Regions from separate parts of the Mus musculus genome. Here region 2 is linked to region 1. The links are chromatin contacts, called in public promoter capture Hi-C maps. All regions are on one chromosome and are shown on one strand. The core of a region is the stretch at or near the end of the contact, and the rest is flanking DNA. Distances in the headings are between cores, read along the strand shown.

Region 1 (7,596 bases), core at 1,282-3,781:
GCAAACAAAAAAGATACCTTGAGAGGTGAACCTGAGACTATTTATAAAAAGAATTAACAACATGTCTATAGCTGTTGAGAATGAGAACCTGGGTGACAGCTTTGACATCTCTCAGCAAGTAGACTTTCTTTGGTCTGTCTGGTGTTGCCTCTGTTCACGTACCAGTCCTTAGATTACAGCCAAAGATGGTGGAAGATGCTGGATTCTGAAGTAGCAGGTAGTTTCTCTGGGTCTTCTTCAAGGTCTAGACTGAAATCCAGGTTTGTGCTAGGCTGTGATAGGTGTCTTAGTTTGGGCTATTATTGTTATGACCATGACCAAAGGTAGGTTGGAGAAGAAAGGGTTTATTTGGCTTAGGCTTCCACATTCATAGTCCATCACTGAAGGGAGCAGGGCAGGAACTCAAATAAGGAAGGAACTCAAATAAGTCAGGAACTCAAATAAGGCAGGAACTTGGAGGCAGGAGCTTGTGCAAAGGCCGTGGAGGGGTGCTGCTTACTGGCTTGCTTCTCATGGCTTGCTCAGCCTGCTTTCTTATAGAACCCAGGATCACTAGCCCAGGGTGGATCACCCGTGATGATGCTGGGTCATTCCCTATCAAATCTCTTAGTAAGAAAGTGCTCTAGAGACTTGCCTGCAGCCCAATCTTACAGGAACATTTTTCTCAATTGAGGCTCCCTCCTCTCTGTTGACTCTGTCTTGTATCAAGGTGACATAAAACTAGCTGGCCCAGGATGCAAGATTTGGACTTCTCTAAGGCATGGAGAAAACAGTGTGATCAAAAGGGTAGCAGAAATCCCATTCTACACAGACCACCTTTAGATTTCATCTTGAGCTCAGCCCAGTTGGAGTCACACAGTATTTAAGGAATAGAGTGAAGCAGTCATAGAGAGAGAGAAATTGGAAGGAGCTCTTTTTCCGCGGTGTCTGTGACTGTTTGAGATAGAAACAGACTTTATAGCTAGGGAAGGAAAGTGGACCGGAGGAGATGGGAGCTTTTATTGGTTAAACCTCCTCTCTATTTGGTCTTCCCTTGGCTTGAGAGCACAAGGAACATGAAGTAGAGTTAGTTAGATGCAGGACTCTGGCTCTGGCTCATGAAAAAGGATGTGAGTATGAAGTTCCTGCCGCATTGTTTAGAGACGCCAAAAGTGGGAAACAGCCTGATTTCCACCAATAGAAGGCAGCCTAATTAAATTGCTTTATTTTATACAATGGGACACTGTGCAGCTGTGAGATGCAAAGAATGAGGAAGCCATTTATGTGCTGGTGAAAAAAAAATACTTTGAAATATTTTATCATGGGAATAGAGTAAAATCTGGAACATGTATGGTATGGAGGGAAAAAAAGAATATGTATTATGTTAACTCCATGCATGAAGGGATGCTAAGAGGAGCCTGAGGAAGTAGTGCCTGTCTGAAGCCCTGGGCTCAGTAAGTGTATAAATGGGGCCCTGCCATGCAGGCTTAAAATCCTAGCACTTAGGTAGGTGGAGGCAGGAAGGTCAGATGTTAAAGATCATCCTCAGCCACATAGCAGGTACGAGGCCAGTTTGAGGTTACATTAGAGCCTGTCTGAGAGAAAATAGCACACTAAAAATAATACAGTGAGGTAGAAACGATGGTGGTTACCACAGTATGTGGAGACAGAACATGGAGAAAGATGGAGGTTTGGGGGATGAGTGGGGCAGAAGTCTTGTTATTGGTTATAATTCCACACTCATTTTTATTTTTTTCTAATTTTCTGTTTTACCTGCATGTATGTCTGTTCTCCATGTGTATATAGTACTGAAAGAATCCAGAAGGAGCCATCAGATCCTCTTGGAACTAGAGTTACTAATATCTGTGAGTCACCTTGTGGGTCCCCTGTATGAAACCAGGTCCTCTACAGGAGTTACAAACGCTCTTAATGGTGGAGTCATCTCCCCAGCTTCTCCTCTGTCTATATTCTTTTGAGTTTTGAATAATGTGATTGTGTGACTGCATGATCTGTTTATAATTCACATCAAAGAATCATCCTGACTCTGCTACTGTTATCAGCTTTCCTTGGTCAAGCTTTTAAACAGTTGTTAGTCCAAGTTTTGAAATCAGGGAAGATGGGCCCTAAGCTGTGAGTGTGGGAGGGTGGGGTGGGGTGTGGGGTGGCTCACTAACATTGCCAGGCCATTTCCCTTCCTTAGACAAGTGCCTAGGTCCCCACCCTGGGCAGGACTGTGATTTACTGGCTCACATTTCTCCAGACATATTTCAGGAGTCAGTTCTGCTCCCGACACTTGAGTCCTCCCCCCACAGCTCAGAATGTTCCCTGAGCTTGAAAGTTCAATGGCCTTTGAACTCCTTTTGTAGGTGGGGCAGCTTCTAGAAACCTCTGTTTTATTTCCCTGTTGGTTGATTTCTCCCAGAAGAGTGTGGGGATGTTAGGACAGAACAGAGTGTTCAGGGTTGAACAAAGCCCTCCCCCAGACATGTACAGGCCTTCTAGGTCCTGGGTGAGGGAACCAAGGGCAGCCTCTAGTGGCTGTTTCTAGATATGCGTCAGAACTCTGGGAGCCTTAGGAACTGGAACTTGCTCCTTTTGAGAAGGCCAGAGAGAGCTGTTGAGTCACAAATGGGATGGCAAGACCGGGTGACATTATTCTGTGAAGCCTTTACCAGAGCCATGTGTGGTGCTGGCCTGTAAGTCCCGCATTTGGGAAGCAGATGCAGGGGGATTTCGAGTTCAAGGTTTGAGATACAGCTACATAGCAAGACTCCGCCTCAGAAATAAACAAAATGTTTCACCATGAGCCATGGCTAGGTCAGTAAGTACTCAAGTCAAGCTGAGCCTGTGTTCTGGACTGTGAGTCCAGAATCAAGACCTGACCCGGAATCTTATCTTTCTATCTGCTTGTCTTCCTCCTTCTTTCCTTCCTTCCTTCCTTCCTTCCTTCCTTCCTTCCTTTCTCCCTCCCTCCCTCCCTCCCCTCCTCCTCCTTCTTCTTTCTCTCTCTCCCTCCCTCCCTTCCTCCTTCTTCTTCTTTCTTTCTTTCTTTCTTTCTTTCTTTCTTTCTTTCTTTCTTTCTTTCTTTCTTTTTCCTTTCCTTTCCTTTCCTTTCCTTTCCTTTCCTTTCTCCCTTCCTTCTTAGCTGCAATCCTAAAGCCCAAAGCTTCTATTCTACACTGGCTGCTGTGTGGGTGGCTACATTCCTTGCAGTTTGTAACTCTGCATAAACCAGGGCACTGATGTTTGTTGGATGAATCAAACCAAGCCAATTTGGATGCGCTGAAAGTGAACCTGAAGTTGGAACTGCGTCATCTACCTTAACTTGTTTCCTAAGTTATTTTAAAAATAATCTCTCTCTCTCTCTCTCTCTCTCTCTCTCTCTCTCTCTCTCTCTCTCTCTCTCTCTCTCTCTGTGTGTGTGTGTGTGTGTATTAGGCAGGCTTGGTAGTACATGCCTCTAATCACAGCACTCAGGAAGCAGAGGTAGGCAGCTCTTTATGAGTTTGAGGCCAGCCTAGTATAGCTAGTTTTAGGGCAGCCCAGACTACATTGTGAGACATATACTTTTTGTTTTCTTATAAAAATTGATATTGGGGATATTGATAGTTGATATTTGAATTGCTGTATTGGGGATATTGATTAGATCAGTTTTTCTCATTTAATGGGAGATAACATTTTTGTTTTCTATTTTAAAAAATAAGCTAAGGTGATGGTTCCTTTTAGAGGCTGAGGCTGGGGGATTGCTGTAAGTTCAAGGTCATCCTGGGCTATAGAGACAGACCTCATCTCTTATGTTGCTGTTCAGCTGCTGGGTACAGTGAACCCCTTTGGAACATTTAAAAGTGTCTTTTTACATGACATTTACACCCCCCTTTTCTACACATTCCTTTACATTTCTACAGTGCAGGCTACCATCCACAGCCTACATCTCTTAGAGAAACTGTATATCATGTTACATGATTAACTTTGCTTCTGTCTTCAGCTGCCCACTTTGAAGTTTTATCTTGACTCATAAACCCTATCAGTGAGCTTTGCCTCTGAATCACTCGAAGATCTTGGTAAAATGAAGAGATTTGAGTCAAGGGGTGGGGCTGAGACGCTACAATTCTAAGGAGATGCCAGCTAGTGACAGCTGTGCTGTTCTAGATTCTGCACGTCGAGGATGAGGTCATTTAAAACCAAGGACAAAAAGGTTCTGAGAACAGGGACTGCCAGCAGTGAAAACCAGTCTGGCTGCTGTGGGCGGGTCCTGCTGAAGGTGGGGCCGCTGCTGAGGGCAGGGGCAGGAGTTTTGCTGGTTGATGTTGGCCAGCTCTTTCCAATGCACTTTTCCGTTTCTTGTAAATGTCTTTTGTCTTTCCTGGGTTGGAGACAAACCGAGAAAGCCAGCCAAAAGCCTAGCGGAGACAGGATTTGTGGGTAGCAGATGCTTCTTCAGGTGTCCTGAGCTGAAGGAAACAAGGGTACAGTAGCCAGATGTGACCTCCGAAGTCTGTGTGTGGGCACCGGGAAACAGCCAAGCCAGACTTTGGTTATCTCTAGGTCTTGGCTTTCTTTTCCCAACGTGACAAGAGAGGTGGCGCACATGTGCATCTGCAGGAAGTATAAACCCCTAACTCCTTTACCTGTGTTTATTAACTCAAACAGGACTTCTTTATCGAAGCACCATTGACATTGGGGGCTGCATAGTATTTCCTGTAGAGAAGGCTGGGTATCCTACGCTTTACGGAATGCTTAGCATCGTCCATGGACTCTATCTACAAAATGTTGGTAACACCTCTAAGTTGTGACTACCAAAAATACAAACATGGCGCAGATGTCAGCGTGCGTGCGTGCGTGCGTGTGTGTGTATGTGTGTGTGGTGTGTGGTGTGTGGTGTGTGGTGTGTGGTGTGTGGTGTGTGGTGTGTGGTGTGTGTGTGTGTGTGTGTGTGTGTGTGTGTGTAATTGCCCCAGTCTATGAACCGGTGGTATTGGATAAGGTAGAGAAGAGCTGCTCAGTTCTATTGTATGTCTACCCTTTTCAATTTTACCTACTCGTCTTTCTAAATTCCATCAGATGTTCTGCTTCCTTAGTTGGCTTTTTAAAAAATGACTTGTTTTTTAAACATCCATACATGACTTGTATGGATGTTCTGCTTGTGCACGTGCGCACACATGTGTGTGTGTGTGTGTGTGTGTGTGTGTGTGTGTGCGTGTGTGTACACCTCATGCCAAGGGAGGTTAGAGGAGAAAGCTGGATCCCCTGAAACTGGGTTTGTGATCTACCATGTGGCTGCTTGGAACCAAACCCAGGTCTTCTGGAAGGGCAGCGGGTGCTCTTAACCACTAGGCCATCTTCCCGGGTCTCTTTAGATTGATATTTCTCTCTCTCTTTCTTTCTTTCTTTCTTTCTTTCTTTCTTTCTTTCTTTCTTTCTTTCTTTCTTTCTTTCTTTCTTTCTTTCTTTTTTTTTTTTTGTTTTTCGAGACAGGGTTTCTCTGTGTAGCCCTGGCTGTCCTGGAACTCACTTTGTAGACCAGGCTGGCCTCGAACTCAGAAATCTGCCTGCCTCTGCCTCCCGAGCGCTGGAGCAAATGAAATTCACAAATAAATGAGGCAAAGATATATGCAGGTTTGTAACTTATGCTTCCTCTAATATTAGTGTTGGCTACCAGAGACAATGGGTTGAAAATGGTTCTAAGAAGAACTGGCAGGTGGGTGCCAGTATGTTTGTTGTGGGCTGTTTATTTGTTTGCTTGCTTTGTTTGTTTGTTTGTTTGTTTTAAATTAACCACAGATTGCCATATTCCCTTACACCTCACTGTTCATCTTGCTTTCAGTGGGACAGTAGTCATAGACTAGTGAAATAATAGTTTGGCTCTACTTGAAACTCAGCTACACCACTTAGCAAACATGACCTTGGAGGAGTGAGACCATTTACCCTCGTTCCAACTTAGAACATGCCTGAGCTCTTCATTTCTAGATGTACAAATGTGAAAGTTAAATAAGATAAAAAATGAAATGTATCTGAATTGTATTTGATTTATAGGCAGTGTTTAATCACTGACGAGTATTTACACACCCTTTTTGCTCTGCGCTGTTTTTGTTTGTTTGTTTTGAGACAGGCTCTCCTGTAGTTCAGGCTGGCCTCAAACTTCCTCTGTAGGTGTGGATAACCCTGAGCTCCTGGTCTCCCTGTTTCCACCTCCCAGATGAGGGAATTTCAGGTGGGATCTGCTGCTCTGGGCTGGATAGTTACTATTTTTACTATTTACTCATCTAATAAGTTAATGGCCTGCTTGTCTGTCAGGGTGGAGACTACAGCCCTAACTGATTACCTGGATAATTGCAGAATTTGAAATGTGTTTAGAAGGAAGTAGTAAAAAGCTGGGAGAATTGAGTGAAGGTAGACATGGAAACCTCCGAACTACACCCACTGAGGGGAGAATGTGGATGAAGGAAGAAGATACCGCCTGTGAAGAGACTCATCGGGAAATTCCATTCATTCTTAGTGAGGTCCCTGGCCCAGCACCGGGAGCACCAGCTGGCAGTTTGTCAGATATGAAATTAGAAAAACCAGCCCCTTGTCCACACTTGATCTCTGGGCGGGGCATCCAGGCCTTCAATGAGTTTAGTTTTGTTAGTTTTGTTTCCTATCTATTATGGATTTTAAAATCTGTAGCAGAGACAAAGCAGCAAAGAAGAGGCGATGCGGAACAACTTGAGGTGGGACCAATAAAAGCAGAAATCAGATGACAACTGACAGGATGGTAAAGCCCAAATAGTAAGTCTAGATTTGTGCTCTCTTTAATATCAGTGTTGGGCAAATAGCCACAAACTCTCTTAATGCCTTGAGGGTTATTACTTCACATTCTAAAAGTAGATATGTGTAATGTTGGCTTACTCCTCGAACCAAATTTAACTTTCATGTTTTCTATTTAAAACTACAATGGTATGAATTTCAGAAAGATTAAAAAACATAACTTGATGTTTCTAAAAAGCTCTTTTTATGAGTGTGTGTGTTTGCAACTATGTGTGTCTATGTTACAATTCTTCAGGAGCTAGAGTGGATTTCATCCCTGCTGTGAAATTAGAACAGTAAGTCAAAGGATTGACTTCCGGTTGTGCTGACTCATTAGGGAAGCACTGTTAATTTATTTTTTAACCTCTCAGTCCTGTGTGTGTGTGTGTGTGTGTGTGTGTGTGAGAGAGAGAGAGAGAGAGAGAGAGAGAGAGAGAGAATGAGTGTGTATGTGTGTGTGAGTGTATGTATGTATGCATGAATGTATGTATGTGTGTATATGTGTGAGTGTGTGAGAGAGTATGTGAATGTGTGTGTGAGTGTATATGCGTGATTGTATGTGCATGAGTGTGTGTGTTAGGCTGTGAAATTATCCTCAATTGCTCTTTCACCTTATTCAATGGGTCATTGTCTCTCACTCAAATCTAGAGTTCTCGGATATGGCTAATATCATTAACCAGCTTGCTCTGGGGACTCTGTCTCCACATTTCCAAGGCTGGAAATACAGGAAGGCTGCCATTCCGCCCCCCCTCTCGTTTAAGATTTATTTATTTATTTTATGTATATGAGTGCTATAGCTGCCTTCAGACACACACCAGAAGAGTGCATCAG
Region 2 (7,596 bases), core at 2,013-4,512, 270 kb before region 1:
AATTCGGGTGACAGCAGATGCTGGCGAGGATGTGGAGAAAGAGGAATACTCCTTCATTGTTGGTGGGATTGCAAGCTTGTAAAACCACTCTGGAAATCAGTCTGGTGGTTCCTCAGAAAATTGGACATAGTACTACCGGAGGATCTCACAATACCTCTCCTGGGCATATATCCAGATGATGTTCCAACCGGTAAGAAGGACACATGCCCAACTATGTTCATAGCAGCCTTATTTGTAATAGCCAGAAGCTGGAAACAACCCAGATGCCCCTCAACAGAGGAATGGATACAGAAAATGTGGTACATTTACACAATGGAGTACTACTCAGCTATTAAAAAGAATGAATTTATGAAATTCCTAGGCAAATGGATGGACCTGGAGGGCATCATCCTGAGTGAGGTAACCCAATCACAAAGGAACTCACATGATATGTACTCACTGATAAGTGGATATTAGCCCAGAAACTTAGAATACCCAAGATATAAGATACAATTTGCAAAACACATGAAACTCAAGAAGAACGAAGACGAAAGTATGGACACTTTGCCCCTTCATAGAATTGGGAACAAAACACCTATGGAAGGAGTTACAGAGACAAAGTATGGAGCTGTGACGAAAGGATGGACCATCTAGAGACTGCCATATCCGGGGATCCATCCCATAATCAGCTTCCAAATGCTGACACCATTGCATACACTAGCAAGATTTTGCTGAAAGGACCCAGATATAGCTGTCTCTTGTGAGACTATGCTAGGGCCTAGCAAACACAGAAGTGGATGCTCACAGTCAGCTATTGGATGGATCACAGGGTCCCTAATGGAGGAGCTAGAGAAAGTACCCAAGGAGCTGAAGGGATCTGCAATCCTATAGGTGGAACAACAATATGATACCAGTACCCCCCCCCCCCTCGGAGCTCGTGTCTCTAGCTGTATATGTAGCAGAAGATAGCCTAGTCGGCCATCAGTGGAAAGAGAGGCCCATTGGTCGTGCAAACTTTATATGCCTCAGTACAGGGGAATGCCAGGGCCAAGAAGTGGGAGTGGGTGGGTAGGGGAGTGGGGGGGAGGGGAGGGTATGGGGGACTTTTGGGGTAGAATTGGAAATGTAAATGAAGAAAATACCTAATTAAAATAAAATTAAAAATGTATTGGTTTAATAAAAATATTGAATGCCAAAAGAAAAAAAGAAATATAATACTGAGAGATGTCTTAATCTTGAAAATAAAAGCCCCAAATTACAAATCTTTAAAGCAAAACATGAAGACAGGGAGCAGAGAAGCAACTGGGAAGGACACACAAAGCAGTAAGCTGAGTAAGAATCTATTAAATTATACTTCATCAAATTAGAAATCTTAGCTAACCAAGACATTTTTACATAAATGAATAGGCAAATGGTATAAGAGAAGGTGTTTGCAAATCATGGATCTAATAAAGGAACAGTATCCAGGATATATATCATCCACTCCTCGGTAGCAACAAATAACCCAATTATTTTAATGGGCAAAGATATGAACAGATGCTCTATACAGGAAGACACACGAGTTGCCAATGGACAAGTGAAAATCTGTTTAATATCACTAGTTGTCAGGAAATACAAATCAAAACCATAATGAGATAATACTGCATGGATACCAGAAACAGTAACAGTGGAAACAACTGTTTGTTACTAAGGATGTAGAATAACTGAGATTCTCATACATCACTAGTGAGAATACGAGAGAGAGAGAGAGAGAGAGAGAGAGAGAGAGAGAGAGAGAGAGAGAGAGAGAGACACACGGCCAGTCTGTGAGACAGCTTGTCTCTTGGATGACTACAAATTCCAAACCTCACTCCCAGGGCTGTAAAGGAGAAACACTATTCTTCAGATTTATATGCCATCTATGTGACATTATATATGCCATTTATATGAGAATCTCAATCAGAGAAAAATCTTTGATGGGGAATATTTTTTGTTCCTTCTGATGGGTTGGTCATTGAGAAGGGATGCCTTGTAAAGAGACTTTCCATGGTTATACTTATATAGCCTATGTGTTCATGCAGCTCCAGGTTACAAAGGTAGTGGGTGTGTTTATCAAAAACGACCAAGCTAGGTGGTGGTGGTGCGCGTGGTTAATTTGAGCACTCGGAAGGTAGAAGAAGGCAGATTTTGAGGTCAGCCTTGTCTACAGAACAAGTTCCAGAACAGTCTGGTCTACCCAGAAAAACCCTGCCTTAAAAAGCCGACTGACTAACCAACCAACCAACCAACCATCAACCAAAGCCAGACAGTGGCAGTGCATGCCTTTAATTCCAGCACTTCTAGCAACTAGAGGCGGAGGAAGCAGGTGAATCTCTGTGAGTTCTAAGACAGACTTGTCTACAGAGCAGATTCTAGTATAGGCTACACAAAATGGCTCTGTCTTGAAAAACCAGAAACAAATGAATTTTTAGGGTTTATATACACAAGTTATACATATATTTATATATAGTGTGTCTCCCTCAAATTCATCAACCTTAGAAGAATACTGATTCTAAGAATTTACACCTGTGTACGGAAATATCTGTAATTTGTTTTGAAATCTATCATCAAGTTTAGGAAGATGGGGTAAAGAGAACACACTTATGTAGTAAGTAAACATAATAAAAATGATGGCGGCTGGAAGATAAATGGATGGGTGCTCTGTGCAAAATTCAACAGTCCTTTTTTTTTTCCTGTACTTTTATAACAGTATTTAGGGGGAAATACCTGTTTAGTTCTCTTAGAAAGTTATACTATCTATATCTGTATCTATAGAAAGATAAACACTATATTGCTAAACACAACAAAGACAAAACTACCACAAATTTTATACAGTTACTATAGCTAAAGGAATCATGTTTAATACTGCCAATAAATAGCCTTTCATTTATTCAGCTAGTATTTATTATTTATATTATACATAAGACATACTACTGCCTTGAAAAACAACTAATATTTTAAACACTCACGACATGCCCCAAGTCATGTTATGTTTTTATGTATTCTACCTAAGAATCTTAAGTCCTGAATCAGTTATTATTTTATGATTACATACTTTCTTTCTCAGATAGTTCCAAAAAGAATTGCAGGATTTCATCTCAGTTTAAAAACAAAGTATAAATTTATGCTGCTGATCTAAAAATGACCCTAGGAACAGGCAAATATTTGTAAGAATAAACATAAAGCCCTCAACACTCACCAAAGAGTCACATTTCCCAGGAGGCTCGTGTTGTTACTGAGACCTCGGAAGGGCTAAAGATAAATCCATGGCTACAGGAAGTGAGCTAACGCACCACTCACAGTTCACAGGAAAGCATGTGGCAATGGCTCGCCTAAAGATTCCCTCCAAACCCCAGAAGACTGAAAGAGAAGAACTTAAGGCCCTGGGAAGACACCAAGTAACTGACGCTGCACAGCACACACTGTAAGAATGACTTTAGGAAAGCAGAATCGAGGGTCTGTCTACCAGCTGGTTTTTAGAGCCATGCTGAAGAAACTGAAAGTAAAGCAACAAGATAGGGAAGAGATGTTAAGAGTCAGGCCTCGATGCAAATCTTAGTTTTTCTCAGTCACTCAGTTATTTTACACAAAATTGTTTACCAGTTGTCTTAGGGTTTCTATTGCTTTGATAGAATATCATGACCGAAAGGAACTTGGGGAGAAAAGACTTTATTTTACTCTATATCTGTATGACAGTCCAACACTGAGAGAAGTCAAGGTGGGAACTCAAAACAGGGCAGGGACCCAGAGACAGGAGCAGATACAGAGGCCATGGAAGAGGCCTACAGGCTCTGCTCAACACGGCTTGCTCAGACTGCCTTCTTACACCAAGGATTGCCAGCCCAGGAGTGGCCCCACCTACAGTGAGCTGGGCCCTACCCCATCAATCACCAATCAAGAAAATGAAGAATTGTCTTAGCCACTCTGGAACCCTTCTATCCCATCCCTCCCCCCCCCTTTCCTCTAAGAGGGCGCTCCCCCACTCCCACCCTGGAAAAATATGGAACACTTCACAAATCCTTCTGCAGGGGCCATGCTAATCTTCTCTATTCAAATGACTCTAGTCTGGATCAAGTTGACATAAAAGTAGCCAGCACACCAATCAAAACCTCTGTTACTTGTATGGTATGAGGGACAAAAAAAAAAAAAAAATCTGGTTGCTGGACTTATGAAATGAGATAAACATATATAGAAATATTCAGGTGAATGAGTGACTTGTCAATATTATTAAGTAGGCTTTAATTTTATCAACACTAGGAAACTCAGTTATTCCAAGGACTCTTGGTCATCCCCACCCCCACCCTGACCTGGTCCCAGGCCATCTGGACATTCCCACGCACTCATGAGGAGGTGAAAGTTCATTCACCCTGCCTGGCTTTTCTCTAAAGCACTGAAGAGTTTACAATGTAGGTGGAAGTTTGTCTGAGTTACAGGCTTCAGCTTTAAAAACAGTTGTTGTCTATTCTCCCTGGGAAAAAATGTGCAGTATCTAGCAAAGGTCCTTTTTATAAATTTTCTTCTGCACAGAGAGGGTGTAATACCAGTAACAAACTGTTCACATGCTATATATCTAAGAGATAGGCAAGCAAGTATTTCCTGAAGGAAAATTATTCAACTTAAAAAACAGAAGTTAAGCTGGAGAGACGGCTCAGCAGTTAGTTAAGAATGTCTGTTGCTCTTCCTAAGAACCTAAGTCCATTTCTCAGAATGAATGTTGGTAGCTTATACAATATGTAATGCCAGCTCTAAGGGACTCAACGCCTGCTTCTGCCTCCATGCGCACCCCCAGACACATACTTAAACATAAAAATAAATCTAAAAAATCTTTTTACTATTAGTTAGACAAGCACACATAATTGCTTGATAATTTTAAAACTATTTATTATGCAGCTCCAGGCATTATGAGCTAACTTTAGGGCTAGAATCTTTAACCTGACTTCTCCATGAGCAGTGAGGCCCATATCCCTCCTAAAAGTGTAATTTAAAAAATGCATTTGTGATGGGTTTAGGAACAGAAGGAAGGGAAAGAGCGAGGAAGGCAGGCAGGTAAAACAAAAAAAACATTGGTTTTTCTCTTCCTATATAGCTTTAAAGGCAAATCTTCCCTTCTTCAATCCTGTGAGACTTGGCTGAATTTCTACATCCAGCTCACAGTCCTTCTACCCTAGCCTCCTGAGTGCTGGGTCACAGGCATGTGACACCGTGCATAGCCAGCAAGTGACAAGACAGAAATCCCAAGGTTTCGCCATAATCTTTCCAAGGTCCTTCAGAAGACTGCCAAAGGAAGAGGGCAGAGAGCGTTAGAAAGGGGCAAATGGAAGATGGGCGCTGAGGGACAAAGCAAGAATTCTTGAATATTATGATAATATTTCTATACCATATCAGTTAAGACACGGGAGTAACACACTCACTGGTTTGGATAGCTGAATCACCCACTAACAAAGCTGCTCTCAGCATGGCTTCAAAGTTATGAAACAAGCAAGGCACTTCTTCATAGCTGCTACCACAGCTTTGCCCCTTTGGTCCTTACTATTAGGAAAAGCACTTGTGGCATGTAACTGAGTACAGTATGACCTGCCCTCCGTGCTGTGGGGAAGGCATCTGCTGAAAACAGAAACAAACCCAAGCTCCCAACCTCCATCTTCCCTAGCTCTTCACTAGAGAAAAAGGTCAAGTTCTCTACCATAGACCTAGAAAGTCCCAATTAAGCAGTCTGGAAGAAAGATGACGTCATCAGGCTTAGCTGTAAGTTTCAGGCATCCACACATTAATCAGAATGACTCTATGGTTAGTTTATGTATATGACATCATATGGTCTGAGCTGTGGTCCTTTCCTAACCACTGAAGGGTGTTCACTGTCATCTGACTTAGCTCATTCTAAAGGAACTCCCACGCCTTTTGACTTTAATGCAAGCTTAAACTCATGTAACCAGCTATGATTTTTCAGAAAATAAATCTAATAAATGTGGCCAATGCCCTTTTTTAAGCCCTGGCAATACTGACTTCCCGTCTTTAAACGGAACACTTGTGTGCCTCTGTGAGTGATCTAGCTAGGTTGTCTGTTGCAGCTTAGAAAGAGAACAGAGGAACAAAGCAAAAAAGTAGGTAAGGCAAAATAAGGCCCCTGAAGTCACTCTGAAGTCAGAATACATGGCCTACCTGGATCACAACTCACTAGCTAGAGTCATATATGACATCGAGCCCAAGGGGAAAAAAAAGTCACAGTAAAAGAGGGGTAAAGTGAGGCCAGATCAAACTAGGAGAGTTGCTGGTCAAAGACGAGGAGAAGGTTCATCCAGTACCTTTGGGAAGATGATGCTGTCCATTTCATCACTGGGTGAGTGAAAGAGGTCAGACTCACTCCCTGACACTCTCTGGAGCATGCCTTCTTTTGAGGCACACTCCGTGCCCAGTCCAACATCTATGAAGCTTCTGCATTCTGAAAAAGAACATTTATTTAACCAATAGCTATTTTTTTTTAAAATTTACTTTCTGTTTCATACCAATATTCAGTCATTTTTTTATTGTTCACCTACCTCTTTGCTTTTCCAGCCTTTCTTCCATTTTAGATATTTACAAAGTTAAATGGTCTAATGAGGAGCTTTTAGGTATATTAACTGATATAGTTATTTTTTCTGTTAGGCATTTGGCTAGGTCCTAGGAAGATCCTTAGTGTGTGCTTGCAGAATGGGTTATTCACAGTCTTGTGGTATAAATGAATATATTAAGAGATAATTTCATTGCAGAATTATATAAGGAATACCATAACAAGTGAGGCAGAACCTTTGAGCTAATCTTAAATCTGTTAGCCACAATTACGAATTTAGTGGATAATTTCAGAAGGTTTATTCAATGGAAATAGTATGGCTTCTTCAAAGGACCTTAAACGATAAGTATTCTAGCCATCCCCTACCCTCCATTCTATACAGTGCACAAAAACTACAGTCGGTGGGGTTGTGATATTTCTATTTTTGCCCCTTTACTACTTGGAAAACTCCAAAAATCTTAATATTGTAATTGAGGGTATCTGGGGGTGCTGGCTAAAAGAAAAGGCTGTCACAGCAGCGATGCTGAGCTGCTACAGGGCCAGATGGTAACCTAAAGACTCTGCCTAAACTCCAGCCTAGAAAAGAAACCCACACCATACATTCTCTTAAAAGTATCCATAGATTCAGCTCTGCTAGAAGCACCACACCCCCAAACTAAAGCCAAGCTAGCACAAGGCTATAAAAGTTTGGGATAAGAAGAGGGCTAGTGTGTGACATTAAACTGGCTGTTTGGAGGAAAGACAAAATATGGAGGGGAAAAAGGAGTACAAGAAGAGAGCAACCATAAACCATTACAACCCTGCCATGACCTTCACGGGATGTAGGGATCCCTAAAGACAAACTTAATGTACACTCATGTCACATATGCTGAGATATTTTCAAAAGAAACAGAATCCTTACTGTCTTCCTACACACACTTCTTAATGAATGAAGTGCAATATAGTAAAGTTTAAACTAAACCAGAGTGAAGGACACTGATTTTAGAATGTTTATATTCATTCATCTTGCTTAAAAGAAAAATTCCAGGTAATTAACCCTGTAGGTCTTCACT

Evidence for each region. Promoter capture Hi-C pulls out the DNA fragments that hold promoters and counts their contacts.
Region 2: a contact with region 1 is called in a promoter capture Hi-C map of pre-B cells. The contact joins two enhancer-like sites. A contact is called at or near these places in 10 of 39 promoter capture datasets (the C10 cell line, the HPC-7 cell line, cranial neural crest and 6 more), 1 of 15 datasets of contacts at CTCF or cohesin (the NIH/3T3 cell line), 2 of 484 Hi-C or Micro-C datasets (muscle stem cells and nephron progenitors) and 3 of 115 datasets of contacts at active chromatin or transcription factors (cardiomyocytes, microglia and trophoblast stem cells).

The regions. Positions count from the first base shown.
Region 1 is chr7:75,394,281-75,401,876 of GRCm38.p6, reverse strand. No RefSeq gene overlaps it. Among named protein-coding and RNA genes, the nearest start is that of Gm46017, 39 kb to the left of the region's middle. Within about 2 kb of position 2,531, at least 87 of the 459 cell types and tissues checked have an H3K27ac peak or open chromatin away from gene starts, as enhancers often do. A contact at or near this core is called in pre-B cells, where this site is marked.
Region 2 is chr7:75,665,352-75,672,947 of GRCm38.p6, reverse strand. Akap13 (A kinase (PRKA) anchor protein 13) reads right to left here. Exons shown (of 37, transcript NM_029332.1): 10 at 6,300-6,436. Among named protein-coding and RNA genes, the nearest start is that of AU020206, 110 kb to the left of the region's middle. Within about 2 kb of position 3,262, at least 106 of the 459 cell types and tissues checked have an H3K27ac peak or open chromatin away from gene starts, as enhancers often do. A contact at or near this core is called in pre-B cells, where this site is marked.